2 separate regions of the Capsicum annuum genome follow, and region 1 is linked to region 2. A link is a contact called in public Hi-C data. All regions are on one chromosome and are shown on one strand. Each heading gives the region's core, a stretch centred on a gene start, on an enhancer-like site or on the middle of the called end of the contact. The rest is flanking DNA. Distances are from core to core; before and after follow the strand shown. Region 1 has its middle 12 kb from the start of LOC107844952. Region 2 holds the start of LOC107844988 (putative uncharacterized protein DDB_G0270496).

Region 1 (6,206 bases), core at 46-2,545, 270 kb before region 2:
TACTGGCCATACAGGATCTGCAATTCTAATTGAGTACTAAAATTTTCAATTTTCAGATGATGGAGAAACCTAGAGCTATCGAATGTGGAATTTAGACTGATCGACATCTCATGGCATACCAGCTGCTGGATGACTTAACCTACTAAATGCGTACTTACTAATGCTCAGTTAGAAAGAAAGATCTGTAGGACATGAATTTGGGCCACATTTCCAAACAGCAGTAAATCTACAAAGGTACTGACTGTTCATCTCTCCTTGAAATGCTTTCCTTGTTTATCTAACTCCTCCCAATACCCTCCATTATATATTTCTACATGGAATTGGATGCTGAATCCCTATCCCCCCTCCCCCCCCTCTTTTATTCAAATACTTGTATAAGCAGAAGATTTCTAGCACAGAAACCGAATCTCTCAATGTCATCAAGCACTAAGAGAGGCTGCTTTCAGAAATTATTCCCTGTAATGCAAATAAACTTCATTCCGACCTATAACTAAAGAAATTCTTAATGCCTTCTTGATGAACAGTCAGACTTTATGGCCAAAAAACCTTACTAATCATTCCAAATAATTGTCAGTCAGATCTTGTATTCTTACTATTACATATTCATTACTCTAATTATTAAAGTTTTTAACTTGAACAATAAACTTCAGAAGTCTGGATTCTTCACCTAGACATACGTAAAATGGGAAGGAACCCGGACAGCTGGTCATATCTTAGCTAACTAACATACAAGACAATGCACAATAACACTATTATAAACCTCAATTTTCTTTTCCAATCTTCCTTCTTCTTTCACAAAAACAATTCAAAATAACCTTCAGCATCAAGATCCCTACTTGAATCAAGTCAATCTAATACCATATGATCAATGCAAAGTCCCGTTTTAACAAAGCAGTTATTCTAAATTCAGAAGCTTAAATCTGCTTTATTTCAACCCCTTATGTGTACTCTCTTAATCTCAATTTTCTGTCACTTTCTTCTTGATTCTAATTTTCTTCGACAAAGAAAGTGGCTTTTCGCGATAATAACTATTTGTTCAGTGATCACCGAGAAATTAACTCACCAATTGGAAGAATAAAGTCTGTTTGTTTTGAGTCAAGTGAACTCCAAAAATATGCTAATAAGAAATGACAAATTCTTAAGCGCATTAAAGAGGTAAAGAGAAAAGAGAATTTACGGAGTAAATGCCGCAGGCGCGAAGAGAAGCCATGGAAGCGGAAGCAGTTGCGCCGACGAAGGCTTTAAGCGGCATCATTTCACATTCACCGGAATAACCTCTCCTATAAGCGTAAATTCCCCATAGTAACTGACCTGTACTCGCGGCGGCCCACCACCGGTAATGGGCGCCGCCGCCGCTAGCGGCGTTTTCTTCGTTTTGGTTCATTTTAACTTCCGATCGCCGGCGTGTAAGGAGCTTAGTACTCGATTTCGGAGTTGTTCTCCATGGGCTTTTCGTTTGGGCTCGTTGTTGGTCCGCTGTAGAAACAAGTTTGGGATCTTTACATATGTATAGCCGATTTAGAGCCCGTTTGGATAGATTGAAAAAAAATGACTTTTAAAAAATTCTTTAAAAGTACTTTTGAAAGTGCTGAAACTTATTTTAAAAATAAGCAGTTACGTGTTTAGATAGAAGTGTTGAAACTGAAAAAAAATTGTTGATGTGTTTGGTAAACAAGTGCTGTTAAGCATTTTTTTTTATCAAAAAATCTGAAATACCTCTAAAACTGTTAACAATATGTAGAGTTGATTATTATTATCTAAAATGATTCAAATTAAAATTAATATATTTATTTTTAATTCTGTTTCAATATATATATATATATATATATAATATTTTCATGAATGACTATTAAATATGTGCGCTAAAAAAAATCTTTTTTCTTGGTTAAGAGAGTTTAAATCATCAAACAAAATAATAAAACATATGTTAAAATCTACAACGGCAAGAATATTTTGAGTCGAATAACCTTTACGACCGATATATGGATAACATTAAGTAGCTTTCGCACTCCTCAAATTCAATTTAGATCAATCTATTTAATAAGTTGGTAATTTTGTATATCAAGATACAAGTAGAGATTAAATCATAAATATTTCATGATAATAATAGTGATAGTAAGATTATGTTTCTAACCCCCCTCATCCCAAAAAAATTTGAATACTGATAAAAATGTGAATACTGATTATATTTTGAATTCGCATTAATTATTATAAATTAATATGAATTTAAATTCAACTCCTATTAATTTAGACTTTAATAGTGCTGCAATAAGTTGGTTAAAAGTTGAAAAAGAGAAAGTGTGGACTATAGTGAAAGAGGAGTGCGTTTTAGGACTACAAGAGGGTAATTTTGAAATAAGTGAAAATTATAAGGGACACAAATAATTTTTTAGTTGGTCAACTTTTAATGGATTATAAGCTTAAAAAAAGGAACAAAAATAGCATCTAAAATTAAAATAATATCCTAAAAATAATCCCTAAAACTAAAAACCCGATAAATAGTCATTCATGCTTAATTCGGCTGAAACTAATCTCAAAAAATAGCCAAATATTTAATTTTTAATTTATAGCCGCATTTATTGACCAAATAGAGACTAACTTTGGTAAGCTTCTTCTGCTTCTTCTTCTTTTTCCTTTTATTTTCATTTTTTATAGTTGTCATTTTACTTCTTTTCTTTTCTTTTTTTAAAGCTTTTTTTTTCCAATTTCATTGTTCCTGCTGGTTTAGTATAAAAAAAAAAATAAAATTTACTTTTTATTGTTTAAACAATCAAATATAAGTTTGTGGTTTATTCTTTTCTAGCTAGTTGATGATGCTATTTTTTTTTATGTTTTTATATAACAATGATAGAATTTGTATACACCATACAAAATATATTTTGTACAATAACTTTACAGTTTATATACCTATTCTATATGACAATTACATAATTTCTATACATGCTATACAATCTTTAGTTGCAATTATTGTATATACTTGTACAGATTTTCTCTGTAAAAGGTGTATTTGTGTGGTATATATACTGTATCGATGTGGTATTAAAGTGTATCAATTTGGTATAAGAGAGTATCAATTGGGTATATGGACACTGCATATACATGTATAGGTTTTTCTTCTGCATATGCATGTATAGGTTTTTCTTCTCACTTGTTATAAAAAGTGTATCAATGTGGTATAAAAGAGTATCAATTGGGTATAGCGACTGCATGTGTTTGCATAAAAAATCCTTTTCCTTTTTTAGAAAGTGTATCAATGTAGTATAAAAATGTATCAATATGGTATAAAAATGTATCAATTGAGTATAAAGACTGCATATGTCTAATTGAGTCAAATGACTAAAAAAGAAAAATAAATTGGGCCAACTGGCTCCAATTGTCCACATTTTTAAATTGTAGGTTATTTCTTTTCAAAGTGGCCATCCCATGTCCTCTCCCCTCCAAAAAAAAAAAAAGTAAGGAATGGACAATTTCTAGCTTTTGACTTTTAAAAAGCCAAAATTGATTTTTTTAAACCAAATTTTAGAATTTTCAAACACTCCTAAAAGTAAAAAGTGACTTTTAGGCCATTTTGACCAACTTATAATCTTATTCAAACACCCTCTTAAACTCCTCTTTACTTTTTCTAGCCACAAGTACAAACATAGGCTATTTTCAGTTTAAGCCTTTTTTTGGAATGACTATTTAGGTTAATTCTTCGATTGTGCTCATCAGAATTAGAATGGGGAAGTGCACAGAGCCAATTTCGAGACCCCATTTAATCAGTAGCCTAAATTTATAAAGTTTTGCAAGTTTAACAAGATGCTCATTTTTACAAGTAACATTTGTGAAAAGGTCATTTTCTACTATTCAATTTCTAAATAGTGATAAGAGATCATTTCCTCTAAAATTTTGCCTAAAGTTTGATATATTACTTATACGAGCAAGCTTCAGAAGGATTGAAGCCAAACTTCATATTAAAGTCCAACTTCATGCGCAAAATTTAGATGAAAGATTAATATTTTTCCATTTATTAGTACATTTTAACAATATAGACATTATATGTTGGCAATAGTTCAGTAGGCGTCAATCATGGAAAACATTGATTCTTCAGTGAAAGAATCAGTTTTTGGCCAACATAGATGTTCTCATGTTCATATACAACAAGATGTATACATGAAGTTTCCACGGTATGCATGCCATCTCTCACCAACAACAGGTACAAAGTAAATTTGTTTACGAAACTTAGGATATATGGGAAGAAATCAGGGGATTGAACCTGAGAAGTCATGGTTCTCAACCCACATTGTTGACCACTACACAACATCCTTGGGTGATTACGAATTTTTTCAAAAAGAGAACAAGAAAACAACAGACAACCCACAACTGTTACAGTAAGAAACAACAAACTGAATACAAAGAAGCCACTCTGATTTTCAGCATTAATCATCTTCTGAAAGGGAATGCTATAAGTTGCTTCTTTGGATCTTGAAGAAGTAAAGCTTCCTGATATTTGATTATTAGCCACGAAATCAAATTATTCTTGGTGGATTTATTTGATGTATTTCAAAGCAACATAGCATACCAAAATGTGAGAAAGGGAAGTGAGCCTAATGTAACATCATTAATTAATCTAGAGAAACATTCAGCATTGATTTGTGGAGCTAAACCAAAAAACATCAGGCTAACTATTACTTTGACATAAATTAAAGTTTGATGAACTACCTTTGATATAAAAATAAACTATAAAACCGAAATTAAACCTAAAAGAAAGATGATGAAGTAGAGATAGAAACACAAGATGCAATAACAGACGGATTTAAAAAACAAAAACACAAGTACTTGCATAAATGAAAGATAGTGAGACATAACTATCACAATACAATAGGAACCAAGGTGTGTATCAAACACCAAAATCCACTAATGCTTGTAATAGAAACACCGCACTCTTACGTTGACACAAAATGAACTCAAACGTCCTCGAGCACCAACGTTTCTAAGACAGATTGTCAACTCAAGTGAATCCATACTCAAGCTGTCACGACCCAAAAATGAGGGTCATGATAGCACTTGTCGCGACGTACCTTGACAAGTAAACCTATTACCCAAACTGATACAAAAAGAGAAAAAGACCAAAATATCAAGGTAAGACTTTTAGATACAAGACAAACCATAATAGTAATCATAACAATGCAGAAAGAACTTATCCAAAATACCAATCATGCCCAAAATCAGGTGTCAATAGTGTAAGAACTACTAATACAATTCAAAAGTCAAATACATCGGAAGATAACCGTAAAGGAATAATAATTGTCTCCGAATACTAATAAAGACATAACTACTATAGAAAGATAGAGGTGAACTTCGAATGCATGAATGTCCAACGGCTACCTTGAAAGCTCCAACAATCGCTCGAGTCAATCAAGCTGAGGCGCACTCGAGCTAGGACCTGCACCGAAAGGGCGCAATCGACATAAGTACGATCCACTTGTACTTAGTAGGTATTATAGGCCGACCAAGCAAAGTAGTAAATAAAGCATACAAAATATACACTAAGGGTACGTCATCTGGAATTAGAAAATATCCCACAACGGTAGCCTACACCGCTTGCACTAACAGTTCTAATATATCTCACATATATTGAAACATCACACCAAGATAGAACAAAAGTACGTATTATATCACATATAAAAAGAACAAGGGGAACATACATATATAAGATCATCAAATACAAGTAAAAGAAGATACGATAACCACATAGAAGACAAGTCAATAGGCCAATACAATGCATCATAACACAATAAAGTAAGTGCAATGTGTCACACCCTTTTTTTAACCAAAAGATCGATTTTAAGTTTCGAAAGAGTTTTTATTATTAAGTGACAAAAATAAAAATTTATTTCAAAAAGGATTGTTTATGTTCAAGACTTAGAGTCGCCACTTGGCATAATCCAGTGTGCCAACTCACCTTTGAAAACTCCTTTGCAAAATGATTTGACTCATTAGCTGGTTTTCGAATAGAGATTCCGGCTAAGGAATTCTGTTGATCGAGGGAAAGGTGTTAGGCACCCCTCGGTCCCGTGGTTTGACCACAGTCGCTTTGGAGAGTATATCAGCTAATTCGATACTAAGAGTGTATAAACAACATAAAACACACAACAATTAAACGAACAAATGCAAACAAAAATAAATCCCAAAAATATAATGTCCAGTCCAATTACACAGTCCTA
Region 2 (5,720 bases), core at 3,201-5,700:
GTGGTCTTCCAGGCAGCTTCCTCATCTTTGGTGGCTTCACAGTAGGATTATTTGATGTTGACCTCATTTTCATATTATTCATTGGCTGAATAAAATAAGCATATGTGCTGAGGTAAGTATCCTTGTGATAGTAGGTGTCCACGAAATTAATGGGCTCATATTCCTTGTGGTAAAGTGTAGCAACACCGTGAGGACAAGGAATGCCCCTAAGCTGCCAAGCTCTGCAACGCAGCTCCTACTAACAATGTCAACAATACGAGTACAAACCCTGTTAACAATCTCAAAACCCCTTTCCCCATTACAAGACAAATTGCATTGTATTGACATGTCAATATTTTCTTGTAAAATCTTTAAAGCCATGGGAGAAATATCAGTGATCCAAGTATTTGAAAACTATCTCAACTCACCAACTCTTTTCATCATTTTCACCCTAATCTCTTCAACCATTGTAATAATTGTTTTGAACCTTGCAGGAAGTACCCATGCATTAAAACTCTCTGCCATATTATTGTCCACAACATCACATTTGCAATTCTCTTCAAAGTATCTTTTACACCATGTCCCTCCCCAATATCTCTATTGCTTCTATATTCTTCTTCAATTCTACTTCAAACGTGGATTTTGCAATCTTCCAAAAAACTTTTCTTCTTTTTATACTTTTTAAGAGTTTAGACCAATTAGCAAGAACATGTCTTGCACGTTTTCTATGTTCAACCAGTGGCAACAGCTCTTTTACAGCTATTTCCAATTCCTAACAAAACAAAATAAGTATATTAATCTACCAGCAGTTGTTAAAAAAAGCAAATAGTTGTTAAGAATAGAGTCATACCTTTTGCATATCAGATGTGATGCTCAATTGATGACCTTCTCCAAGCTCAAGGTCATTCTTCAGCAGTTCAACAAACCACCTCCATGTAAATATATTCTCAACCTCAACAACTGCCCAGGCAATAGGCAGCATTTGGTTGTTTCCATCTCTGCAAATAGCCACCAACATTTGACCTTTCCACACACCTTTGAGGAAACAACCATCCAAACCAATCAACCTTCTAGCACCTCCAAAGAATGTTTTCTTTAAAGCATGAAAGCACACATAAAAACCCTAAAAGATTAACTATTCAGTCTCATCAGCATCTCTAACTTTGACAATACAATTGCTACCTGGATTAGTCCTCAAAATCTCATCCATGTAATAAAAAATCCTACCATTCTTCACAATATGATCACCCATAATCTCTTGTAGCACTCTAGACCTAGCTCTTCTCACAATTGTTGGACCACATGAATATCCAACCCTTTTCTAATAATCTCCTGTAACTGGACAACTCTAATGTTTGGTTGTTGACTAATTATGTCTTTACACTTACTTGCCAGAAACTTTGAGTTGCAAAGATAGTTAAAAGTTTATCTCAAATAAATATGAATAGGGTTGTATCTTTTAACAATAAAATCCCCACTACTCTTATTCTTGCTAGCACACAACAACTAAGGACAAGTGTCTTTGCAACACCTCACTCTAACTCTAGAAGGCTCATCCATATACTTTTCAATTTGAATCTTTTCTTGAATTGCATATCTAGTTACTATCAATCTAAACTCCTTTACACTTGGAAAAACCAACCCTAATTCCCAAATAATTTTTTCACAAGTTTCATAAAAAACAACTCTATTTTTTTTGTTCTTTCTTCTCACAGGTTGTTGCACTACTTTATCACCATCTCCCCAACCTACTTCATCATTTAATTCAAAGCTAGGAGTTTCATCACTTAGGTAGTAAGGTTCATCACCTCCTAGTTTACTAACTAGGCTATCCCTAGGGCTAACATTTAACTCATCATACCCTATATCTGGACCCTTTTCACCAACATTAACCTGTTCAGTTGTTGTGCCTCTACTTCTTTTTTGTGACCTATTGAAATGTCTTTTACTAGCCCTTATATCAATATATTCTTGATGGATATCACTGTCCAGACTAATATTCCCTTCTGAATTTGAATCATCCTCTAAATTATCATCACTTGGATCCTCATTTATTGTAAGGTCAAAAGGCTTGGAAGGTATATTAGAAGGAAGAGGATCATCAGGATGCTTAGAAGGAAAATTGGGAATAGAAGGCTGAAAATTAGGGCTAGAAGCATCACCCTCATTAATACGGTTCAAATGTTCGCCACCTACCCCATTGTCACTTGTATTGTGGAAATACTCTAATTCAAGTGGGGCCTGATCAGGTTCACTCACCCCATGTAGAACATACACCTCAAATTCATCCCCATTTTTCAACTTGCTGACAATGTCACAAATAACCTTATCACATTTAATTTCTACCAAATAACTATCCCATTTAACAAATAAATCACATGAGGTTGAATATCCTAGATATTTAATGTAGTCTCTTAACTCAAAGTAAGACATTATATCAACATCGTTATCGAAAAACTCAGTCACAGTCCCACCAATATATTCATGTGGGGGACTAAAGTCTATTTCACCCCCATGATACCATCTTAAAGTTACAAGCACAAAAGACATTGAAAGATACTGCAAAAGCAACAATTCAACCACACAAATACATTGAAATCAGTAAACAAAGAGAAAAAAACACCCCACCCCACCCCACCCCACCCCAACCGCCCCCACTTGATACACACACAAAAAGAATTCTGAGTTGTACATGTTACTACAACACCATGACAGTAATAACAACATATGCGAAAAATCGACAAACATGTAGTACATCCATAAGTCAATATGTTCATATTTGCATCAATTTCAGTAAATTACGTTTTTCCCCGAAAAAAACACAACTTCAAAAAATCCATCAAATCGACAAAAATTAAACAAAGACATTGTATATGCATAAGTCAATATGTTCATATTTGCATCAATTTCACTAAATTACGACCTAAAAAATATTTTCCCCTAAAAAAACACAACTTCAAAAAAGCCATGAAACGTTAGAGACGTTAAAATTAAAATGCACAAAATCCTAGCCTGTAAAATCCCCTACTCTTAGGTTAATACGCATTTCCCCCAACAAATTTATCCCCCGAATACTTTCAATCTCCTTCGAATGTGAGCTTAGAGTGTATGTCACGAAAGAAAGAAAAGAAAAATCGAAAAAGAGAGAAAGAAATGGAAATGCATCGTGGAAAATGTTTGGAAATATTTTATTAGAATCGGGTCGGGTTATTGGGTTGAATCCAAATCTTTTAATAATTAAATTATTATTTAAAGAAAGCAACCACACGCCTAAGGGTTGCTGCAGAATATGGTCAAAATGGTGTATTTACAAGGAATTAAAGAATCGTGGTGTAATAGGTCATATCTAAAGTTTAAGTATCTTTTTAAAAAATTCGGACAAGATCAGGGGTCTTTTATGTATTTTGTCTTTTTATAAACAGTTATATGACATAGTGAGGGTATGTACTATTTTTTTTTTAGAATTTTAGTTGTGTTATAATTATGAGAGATGAATAAACAATTGTACTGCTTCATTTTGTAATATAAAATATATGTGCGATACAGTCAAAATTTTGTGGACATTCAAAAATTTAATTCTATGTGCGATACAGTCAAAATTTTTTGGACATTCAAAAATTTAATTCTTTTGAGTTAAAAGCATCAGTTAAAAAAATGATAAATAAAACTTATATTTCATAATTTGTCTTATTTATACAATGCGCGAACTTATTCACTACTATGTATTCTCTGCGTCCCAAATTACTCGTCTCAAATTTCCTAATTTGATTTTCCATTTTACTTATCTTTTTTCATTAATCAAGAAGAGACAATTTTTATTTTTATGTTTTACCCTTTGCATTAATTACTTTTTCTACAAATTAAAATGTAAACATCATTTAATAGGGGTACTATGGTAAACTAACCATGTTATTAATTATTTTTCTTAATCAATGTGTCATCTCAATTTGAGATGAGTAATTTGGGATGAAGGGAGTAATAAAAGACACTATTAATTACCATGTGTAATAATTTTATTTCACAAAAAAATTAAAATAATTAAAGTATATAATGAATTGGATTAAAAAGAGTGACCCGCTTCATATTATTGCAAGGGAAGTACAGCTTGCAGCTCTTCTGCTCCCAACTAGAAAAACCCTCCTCTCTTTTTGTGGGCAAAATTGGTGAGCATCAAGCTGTTGTGGGGCGGAGCTGCGTGGTATTTAGGGGTTTACCCGAATCCCTACATTGTATATGGATAGTGCATTTTTTCCTATATATATATATATTAAACTGAACCCTTGTAATACAAGTAAAAACGTTGGTTCAGCGGCAAAGGGCTCAACGTGTGAGACCTCTCATGTGGGTTCGATACCCAGGTCGTGTCTTTTTCTTTTTTTGCCTCATGTGTTTTTTTTTTTTTTAAAAGAAAGGCTTATTTTCCTTATTTAAAAAACCGAACGCTGTCGTTTCCCCCCATTTTCGGAAAAGGAACAAATTGAATTAAATTAAAAACTCATCACTGTCGTGAGGTAAACGGTTTCAAGTTTCAACATAGTTTCACTCCCTCTTCCCCTTCAAATACCCGATACCCATCTATTTTTTTCACTTTAAAAAAGGCTTTGAAAGTGTTCTTCATCCTCATTTGCACTAAATCTTCAAGTATGTTTCTTAATCTATTCTTTAATTGTTGAAATTGCTCCTTAGTTTCTTGCTTAGGGCCAAAAATTTTGTTGCAATTTCTTTCATGTTTTGGCGCTTGAAGTTGATTTGTCTTTTGTATGTTTTGTTTATTTTGGTGTGTAAGTGATTGTGGAAGTATTGAGTATCCAATTGGATTCAAAATAGTAAGAATTTGAATTGCACACTAAGTGTTTGTCAAATTTCCCAAATGAAACTTCTAAGAGTTTTTCTATGATTTCTAGGGAATTTCTGAGTAATTATGAGTTGTGGTTCATGTTTTTGGTTTATATAGCATGTGTTAACACAAATTGATGAAATAATTCAAAATTGGGGTTGGAAAATTTTGGGGACGATAGGTACGCAGGTACTAAGATCATGGTCTCACTCTCAAATTATTTCTCTGATTTTCTCTCTAACAGACAGAATCACGCTCTTTCACTCCAAGCTGAGCTGAGTGAGCTCCTGCTCGCCTTTCACTTTCACCTTCTGATTATCATCTTCGGCATCTCCTTCCGACCACTATTTGGCTCTGATTTTGTCTAATCTCCGATTTGGAAAACCTTGTTTGTCTCATTTTCCCTTATTCCAAATAGTTTGAGAGGAGTTAGGGAGCGGGCGAATGAGAAAGAGAAGTAGGCATACAAATGGAAACCAGCTTCTTAATATTTCTGCCAGTATGCTTCTTGGGGATTATCCCTAATTTCTGTTGATTCTCCTCTTCCCGACACACCAGCAACTCCTGAGGAAAAAGAAGAAAAGTTGTTCCCAACCTCAGCTTATCTGTTTTAATTCTCGTTCCTCTCTATGTCTTGATTTGAGCTACTGGGCACGGTTTTCAAACTAGTATTGATGTAGTACCACTTTTCTTGGAATGAAACTAACATTTGTTCTCTCTCTCTCTCTCTTTTGTGTAGTTAACTGCTTTTGTTCTATATCTCATCTTCTGACCCGACCCGCTTATTTGTGGATATTAGTAGCATGCTTACTTATGTTGAACCCCCTTGATAAAGATCCTGCCTCTGCCACTACTTGTGGCTTGAGTTCCATATCCATCTGGTAATTTATAACAAACCTTTATG

Evidence for each region. Hi-C and Micro-C count contacts between places; a contact is called where the count stands out from the background.
Region 1: a contact with region 2 is called in a Hi-C map of bud, with 5 times the contacts expected there. The contact joins the enhancer-like site here to the promoter of LOC107844988 in region 2. A contact is called at or near these places in 2 of 5 Hi-C or Micro-C datasets (bud and placenta).

What each region holds. Positions count from the first base shown.
Region 1 is chr8:34,909,325-34,915,530 of UCD10Xv1.1, reverse strand. No RefSeq gene overlaps it. Among protein-coding and RNA genes, the nearest start is that of LOC107844952, 12 kb to the left of the region's middle. Within about 2 kb of position 1,295, at least 4 of the 5 cell types and tissues checked have an H3K27ac peak or open chromatin away from gene starts, as enhancers often do. A contact at or near this core is called in bud, where this site is marked.
Region 2 is chr8:34,644,848-34,650,567 of UCD10Xv1.1, reverse strand. LOC107844988 (putative uncharacterized protein DDB_G0270496) reads left to right here and starts at 4,450. Exons shown (of 14, transcript XM_016689304.2): 1 at 4,450-4,490.